Regions from separate parts of the Zea mays genome. Here region 2 is linked to region 1. A link is a contact called in public Hi-C data. All regions are on one chromosome and are shown on one strand. Each heading gives the region's core, a stretch centred on a gene start, on an enhancer-like site or on the middle of the called end of the contact. The rest is flanking DNA. Distances are from core to core; before and after follow the strand shown.

The links. Hi-C and Micro-C count contacts between places; a contact is called where the count stands out from the background.
Region 2: a contact with region 1 is called in a Hi-C map of ear, with 4 times the contacts expected there. The contact joins the promoter of LOC100217070 here to the promoter of LOC100282509 in region 1. A contact is called at or near these places in 2 of 25 Hi-C or Micro-C datasets (ear and tassel).

Annotation. Positions count from the first base shown.
Region 1 is chr5:71,443,314-71,447,011 of Zm-B73-REFERENCE-NAM-5.0, reverse strand. LOC100282509 reads left to right here and starts at 1,612. Exons shown (of 5, transcript NM_001156600.2): 1 at 1,612-2,025; 2 at 2,566-2,628; 3 at 3,036-3,116; 4 at 3,218-3,380. The coding sequence starts at 1,919.
Region 2 is chr5:71,978,566-71,982,263 of Zm-B73-REFERENCE-NAM-5.0, reverse strand. LOC100217070 reads right to left here and starts at 1,982. Exons shown (of 12, transcript NM_001365860.1): 1 at 1,579-1,982; 2 at 1,401-1,431; 3 at 593-685; 4 at 437-499; 5 at 223-334. The coding sequence starts at 1,886. TRNAA-CGC (transfer RNA alanine (anticodon CGC)) reads right to left here and starts at 2,133; the gene lies at 2,061-2,133.

The DNA of each region.
Region 1 (3,698 bases), core at 363-2,862:
GGGCTCGAGAGGCAGGCAGGACCGCAGGAGATATGAGAGGAAGCTGCAGATCTTCTTGGTCACTTCACACAATCTCCTGTGTCATGTCCATGCCTGTGTATGCCGAAAGGCAAGGCCCCTAGATTTTGCTGAGATTTTCTCGGTTGCCTTCTCTGTAATTCATGCATCTTGTAACATCTAAGATATAATTCTTCTCTTGTATGTTCTTTTTAATGATAATGATAAAACTTGTCTATCTTTTATCGTACCCATTTGTTATTTCCCCTAGGGCAGACTTGTACTGTACAACAATAACTTCACAAACTTAGATGGTGTTTTGTATTATAGACTGCACTGTTTGCAGAGTGTAATTTTAATATGAGTACGAGAATGTGTAAAGTGTTGAAGATAATCATAGTGCAGCCAAAAACATTGTTTGCGGAAAAGGGGGAAGCACTAGTCAAGAAGATCAGACAATCATCTCTATCTCTCCATTAGTCCTGAGCTGGGCCCTTTTCTAATTAATTCAGACAGAAAGCGGGTAATCCTTTTTTATTTATCGTTGAGTTGATGAGACGCAATTAGGGTGGCGGTAGTGGATCACGCATCTAGCTTAGTGAGTAATGATGCCCAGCAACTGGCAGATTTGCCCGGCACATCTCCAGGTGTTTGATTTGCAGTCCCTTCCCTTCCCTTGTTGCACTCTTGGTCTGGGAATCCGTCCATCAATTCCATCCCATCCATCCATGGAACATTTTGCTTTGCCGTGTGTGTGTATGAGAGAGAGAGAGAGAGAGAGAGAGAGAGAGAGAGGTAGCGGGTATAAAGCAGAGGCATGCAGATGGAGGGAATCTGCAGGCAGCACTTGGACCGATTGCAAATTTTTCTTGAGGGGTGAATGGAGCAGCATCCTGCTTCCATCTGTTGTCTCCCTGTTTGCCAGAGCTAGGAAGTTGCTCTCCTTTTTGCTAGCCGAATAATCATGTCCCTACGCAGACTTGGGCTGGGCCCAACTGCCGCCCTCTGACCGGGAGAGTTGCGTTTCTTGTAAGCTGAAGATCTAAGGAGAAAAAAAAAACTCGATGGGAGTGTCTGGAGGAAAATTCAGTGGGAGTGTGTGATCTGATCAGTGTGAGGAAATGTCAGCTCCTGCTTTCTCCCCGCTTGTGTCAACTCCTCAAGGCATTTGTTCTCTCGTAAAGATAAAGAAAAAGAAAAAAAAGAGTTGGTGGGAGAACAAAGGCATCAGTTGGTTTGCATGTCACGGTCACACTCACACCTGATGACATCGTTTTGCTGCAACGAGTGACAGCCCGAAACAACACAAACAGAAGATATTGGGCTCTGGAAAACAGCCCGGCCAAGTTGGTTGGTGAAGGGAACCGGATCCGTTTTGTAGGAGTAAGCCCACCATAAAAAATATACAGCTTGTTCGCTGCGGCTTGCTGCGGCTGCAATCCGGCTGCGGCTGCGGGTTCTACAGTATTTTTCTCTCTATGGATTGCAGCTGCAGCAGTCCAAACAGCTGCAACAGTGTCGGCTTGCAGCCAGCCGAACACGCCCATATATATACTTCGTCCACTACGGCCCATCACTGTCAAGTCACTCCACGCGCTTGCTGTGACTGTGAGGGCCAGCCGGGCCATTCTTCTTCGCATGGCCATATCTCATCACTCATCAGTCCACCAACGTAATCGCATCAAGCCCCCTCACGTCTCCCGAAATTCCAAACTGGGGGGCCCCTCCCCCGCGCCTCGGTGTGACGACTGGCGAGGACCTTGCTAACAACAGCCAGGGCAGCGTCCAGGGGGCACTCTGCAAAGCGCGCGACCGGACGGCCCGGTTCGTTCTCGACCTCTCGTCTCGCTCATCCGCCCGCCCCCGAGGAAGGAACCCTAGCCTAGCCTTGCTCCGACCGGTCGCCGCGGCGACTGCGACGATGATGGACTGCGCTGGAGGCCGAGACCCCGTGGAGGACTTCCTCCTCGGCGGCGCCGGCGCCGGCGACGACGGAGATCTCGTCGCCGTCTTCTGCGACGACGGAGGGTACGGCGATGCCGACCGGAGCACCCCTTTCTCGTCCTAGTATATACTTACATGTGGACTGCGTTTAGGCTTACGGACCGGTGCATGGGGTTTTATACTCCCGAGGGTCGTTGTCGCTGCGGATTCCTTTTTTGTTTTGTTTTGTTTTAATTTTGTGGGCGGTGGTAGACTGGTTGCTTGATTTGGCTGGTGTAGATTCTAAAAACTATGTGCTAACCGAAACAGCATGCGCATATATCTTTCTTTTTTTTTTCTGTCCAAGGGAAAGGAGGAAGGCTTGTGTGTATCTGCCAGTTTTCAGTCTGCCATTCTGTAGCCTAACCTATGGTCATGCGATTATGCGACTTAGATTAATCAGCAATCTGCAGTGCTACTTGGTTTGCATTATCATGATCCCTTAGGCGTTTTCTTCTTATCTTTTGACTGAAATGCTAGCAGCACAATAGTTTATTAGATGCTTGAGCAGCTACTCTGCACTTTCATTTCCTCTGTATGTATTTCCTGGTGTGGAATTTGGTACTTACTTTGCAATTGTAGCAGACTTGGGATTGAGGGTATCCATGGAGATGCTTGTGGATTTGAGCAATCTAATTTGGGGAAAAGGTATTGTGTCTTGTCCTTACTCTTCATTCTGATTGTCAAGTACATGCATGTAGCTGAATTGTGTCAAGTTCATGTCCACTGTGTGTGTGTGTGTCTATTTGGGCATCCTGTTCTTCCTTTTCATGGGGTTCAAGCCCCAAGCAGGAAACATTAGGCTTTAAAGGTTCTAAAATGCCATCAAGATTGTATGGCATTTAAGTGTGCAAATGCAATCAGATAATAGTGGCTGTATAGCATATTGCTGTCAAATTATCTTGCATCAAATTTCAATTCCCATGTGATCTGGTGTGTTTCATTTTCTTATGCTTGCCAATGGAATCACAACACTATGAACATAGCATTCAACTTGTACATGGCAGTTCCTTATGTTTTGCTCTATAATAATATAAATACTTTGTTCTGTGCAGGGGTAGAGATGAACCATGTTCATCTGGCCCAACATCCAAAGCTTGCCGTGAAAAAATGAGGAGGGACAAGCTGAATGACAGGTAATATTATATGATACCTCTGAAACCATTGCTCAAGAAAGGAATGGTGAATGCACTTACTTGCACATATCTTAGTTTTCTTCTGTTATTTTGAATTGCAGGTTCCTGGAATTAAGTTCAATTATGAATCCTGGTAAGGAAGCAAAGTTAGATAAAGCAAATATATTGAGTGATGCAGCCCGTATGGTGGCACAACTTAGAGGTGAGGCAGAAAAGCTTAAGGAATCAAATGAGAAGTTGCGGGAGAATATCAAGGATCTGAAGGTATCTTCCTCATACAGCCTATCCTTCTTACTAATCTTTCTACTGGATTTCAGAGTCTTTGATGCCCTCCACATGCTTCTCAATGTCTTCTAAGGTCTTTTTTCTTGGATAAGGGAAATTTTATTGCTTCAAGATAATCATAAGTCACAACTCTTGTCGTTTCTTGTTGAAAATGCATGATTTTTTGTCTTCTGCTTCTGCACAAGGTTCCAAGCTGGCAAACCTAGTTCTACTGAACTCACAATCATGCCCAATGTTTCTGCGGCCATTGCTTGGTCCAAATTAGTTTCTAGACTAGATTTGTCATTTTCAAATATG
Region 2 (3,698 bases), core at 733-3,232, 530 kb before region 1:
AAGATTGCTATTTACTAAAAATTGTAAAGAATCAACACATATCCTCAGCTCATGGCCTTGGCATAAAGTGTTCGTCAATCAGTTAGCACCTCTGAGGAGATGGGTTCCATGCAAAAGAGTGTCATGAAATCTTTAACAAAATAATATCATCAACAATGTCAGTTTAGAGTAGAGTCGCATGGCTATTGCTTTCATCAGTTCATTTGGATCAAGATATGTTACCTTCATTGTCATCTGAGAAGTCAAAATCCAGGGTGTTTCTTATTGATTTGAAGAAGCTGTTGACAGGGTCAGTGGGTACATCATCCAGGGAGCTGATGGTTACACCCTCAATCTAAAGACGACCAATTAAATTACGTGCCACTGAGATAATGAAGCAAGTCGTACCAGAGGTCAATTAAGAAAAGAAAATGGACCTTCTAACAACACCACTTACCGTGTCTATAGCTGTCTTGAACAACTCTGATGCCCTACGTTTTTCAGGTTGATCAGGAAACACCTGAAATCAACTAGAAGAAAGCAAATGAGCACGGTTTTGCATGCCCAGAGCGTGTCTGCATCAGGGAGGATAGCGTGTGAAGCTTGAACTTACTATACAAGACCTAGTCCCCTTGAGCTCTTTGAGCTTCCTAGCAACAACGAGAGCAAGCTGGATGTTGGCATCGATGAACTCATCTGAGGAGCCCTGCAGGAGTCCGGCAGGATGATCAGATCGAAACAGAGCAGCTGAGATAGACAGAGAATAGAGCAGTGGCATATAACCCTCCCCCCCAATACAGTAATGAACTAATGATTAAGTGATAGCCATTGGCCTTCTTCCTTTCATGTTTATTTATGTCACGATACCATATAAGTAATTAAATTAAAGAAAAAGAGTAGTGTGTAGATAGAGTGATGCATTCCTTTTTTACCAAGCTTTTGGGGAGCAGATTAAAGGGGATGTAATCAACCTTGTTAGAAAATTTGAAGAGGGTGACCTACTGATGACCTGAACTTGGATAGACTGAATTATGCAATGATAACTTTGATCCCTAAAGAACAAGATGCCAGACCTTGAGAAGTTTAGACCTATCAGTCTTATCAATTGTATCTTTAAGATTTAAAGTGGTCTGCTTCTAGAAGATGGTATTGGAAAAGCTAAGAATTTAAAGTGGCTGTTAGTGTGCTATAAACATGTGACAGGCATGAAAATCAACTATGATAGGAGTGGTCTGCTGTCTATTGGCCTGGAGGAGAGGGCTAATGAGTTTGCAAAAAAAAAAAAAAAAAACTTCTGCTGTAATCGCTGTCTTGAACGCTTTAGGGTCAATAAATAAAACGGTGGAAACCTTTTCTCGAAAAAAAGAAAAATAAAAGATAAAGCGATGCACGGACATAAAGCGATGAGTAGATAGATATACCTTGTAAGAAGAGATGCTGCTTGGCAGAGGCCTTTTTGATATGGTATGTTATATCGCCACGGTAGGGAAGCAGGAGCCGTCGGCATGGCATGAACCAACAAGGAAACTGAGAATGAGAAGATAGTGCAGGAACGGTGGCAGCAAGCGAAGGTAGCGCGGGGGAGCGAGGTTAGCTCACGGGAATTCGATCTCGAGCCGGGTCTTGCCGTCGTCGATGGCGCAGGCGAGGGAGCGAGCCGCGTCGGTGACGAGCACGTCGTAGGACCGCGGCTTGTACACGGACACCCCGGCCCTGAGCGCCTCCACATCCCCCGTCCCGGTCGCCGCGTCCGCGCGCGGGGAGACGGCTAGCCGGCGGCGGCGCCGGAGCTGTGAGGAGGAGGAGGCCGTGGGTAGGCGGAGCGTGGCGGGGGAGGAGTATGCGAAGTGGTGGGGCCGGAAGCGGCGGGCGCAGAGAGCCGTGGGTGGCGGGGCGGCCATGGCCATTGCGTGCGTGCGTGCGCTCCGTTATGCCGCCTGCGACGAGGAGTGGAGGAGAAAGGAGACGACGGGTCGACGGCACAGCCGCACGCTACCGCGAGGCGCAGGGGCCAATCGAGTCTACTGCCAGGTGGGACCATGATTAATATTTAGGGTGTGCCGAGGAATAAAAAATAAAAATGGAGGTGCGGGGAATCGAACCCCGTGCCTCTCGCATGCGAAGCGAGCGCTCTACCATATGAGCTACACCCCCGTTATGACGAGAGTTTAATTAGTTATATGTTCTTTTTAATTCGCCGCAAAGTTACATTTATCAACACCGATCAGTTTGACTGTTTGAGGCCCATTCCACCCGAGGTCCCCTGCCATCTAGAGGGATAAAAACGGACGTAAAAAATTCTGACTCGACCTATTTTCTATATTTAACACGTTCATGTTTAAATTTTCGGAAAAATACAGATTCTAGATGGATTCCGGGTTGGAAGTATGCGGGAGCGGGATATTAATGGAAGTACTTTTTCGTTCAGATTGTCAAGATCCCATATTCAGTCGGGATATTTTCGAATTTAACTCGGATATAACCCGGTCATCCGTCGGTCGTCACCCCGTCAGGCCCAAAACTGTCAAGCCTGATAGGCCTCCAAAGCTCCAGTCCAGCCTCCACACAACACAAGTGAAACTGGAAACTCCAAGTCCAAATCCAATCTTCGCCTGCCCGCTCACCACTGTCCGCCGCCTGCGAAAGTAGCTTAGGCTGGCTGCACCAGCCCTCTCCCCTTGCATGGCGCCTGCAAGGGGCGCTTCACGCCCGCAGCGCTACCCCTGCAGGGCCCCTACGAGCCGCCCCCTTCTTTCTCCCTCTGGATATAGTGTTTCACTATTCACACCCTAGCACTGTTCATTCCTGTAGCAGTGGGTCCACGTAGTCCTGCAAGTTTGGGCCGTGCTTACTAGGCCAGCACGAGCCCGGCACGAAATATAAGGCACGTAGCCCGGCCCAGCACGAATTAGAAAAAACCGGGCTAGCACGGCACGTTAGACGGGCCGGGCCGTGCTTCAGCTGGTGGCCCGACGGCCCAAGTAGCCTGGCACGCCTTCGTGGGCCGTGCTCGGGCCAGCCCGACACGATTTTTATTGGCCAGCCCGGCACTGCGCTCTATCCCTCTTGCGCTCTGTCTCAGCAGCGGCGTGCTACAGGGAGGATGCAAAAGGCCGATTTCCACGCGCGGCCCAAACTTTTCTGTCTCTAAAACAGGATCTTTTGTGTCTTAGCCCATTTGAATTTCCACGCGCGGGGGCGGGGGGCATGCAAAAGCCTGCGGCGTGGCAGCCCATTTGAATTTCCTTGCGTGCATGTGGCTGGCTGTAGAGAAAAAGGAGGGGAAGGCCGAAGACGCAGCAGCCCGACAGCGACCGAGATGCAGAGGCCGATACGTGCCGTGCCTGGGCCAGCACAGCCCGACGGAAGCCCGTCGTGTTTTAGTGCCGTGCTGTGCCTTATTTTTACTCACTAGGCCCGATAAAGTACGACCTGATTCTATTTCGTGCTTGCTAGGCCCGACTAACTGAGGCCCGAAGCACGACGGGCTCGGCCGGCACGGCCCAAGTTGCAGCACTAGGTCCACGAGTAATTATCAGTAGATGAAAAATTTAGTACATGAAAAGTAAGTATAATAAATGATATTTTATGGTTATAGTGAGTATAAGGGAAAATATAGGGGATCATTGCGGAAGATAAAAACGCAGATGATGAAATGTTGATGATGTAACACAAAAATAATATAGGGGAAAATTTAGAGAAAATGGCTGCGGATAATC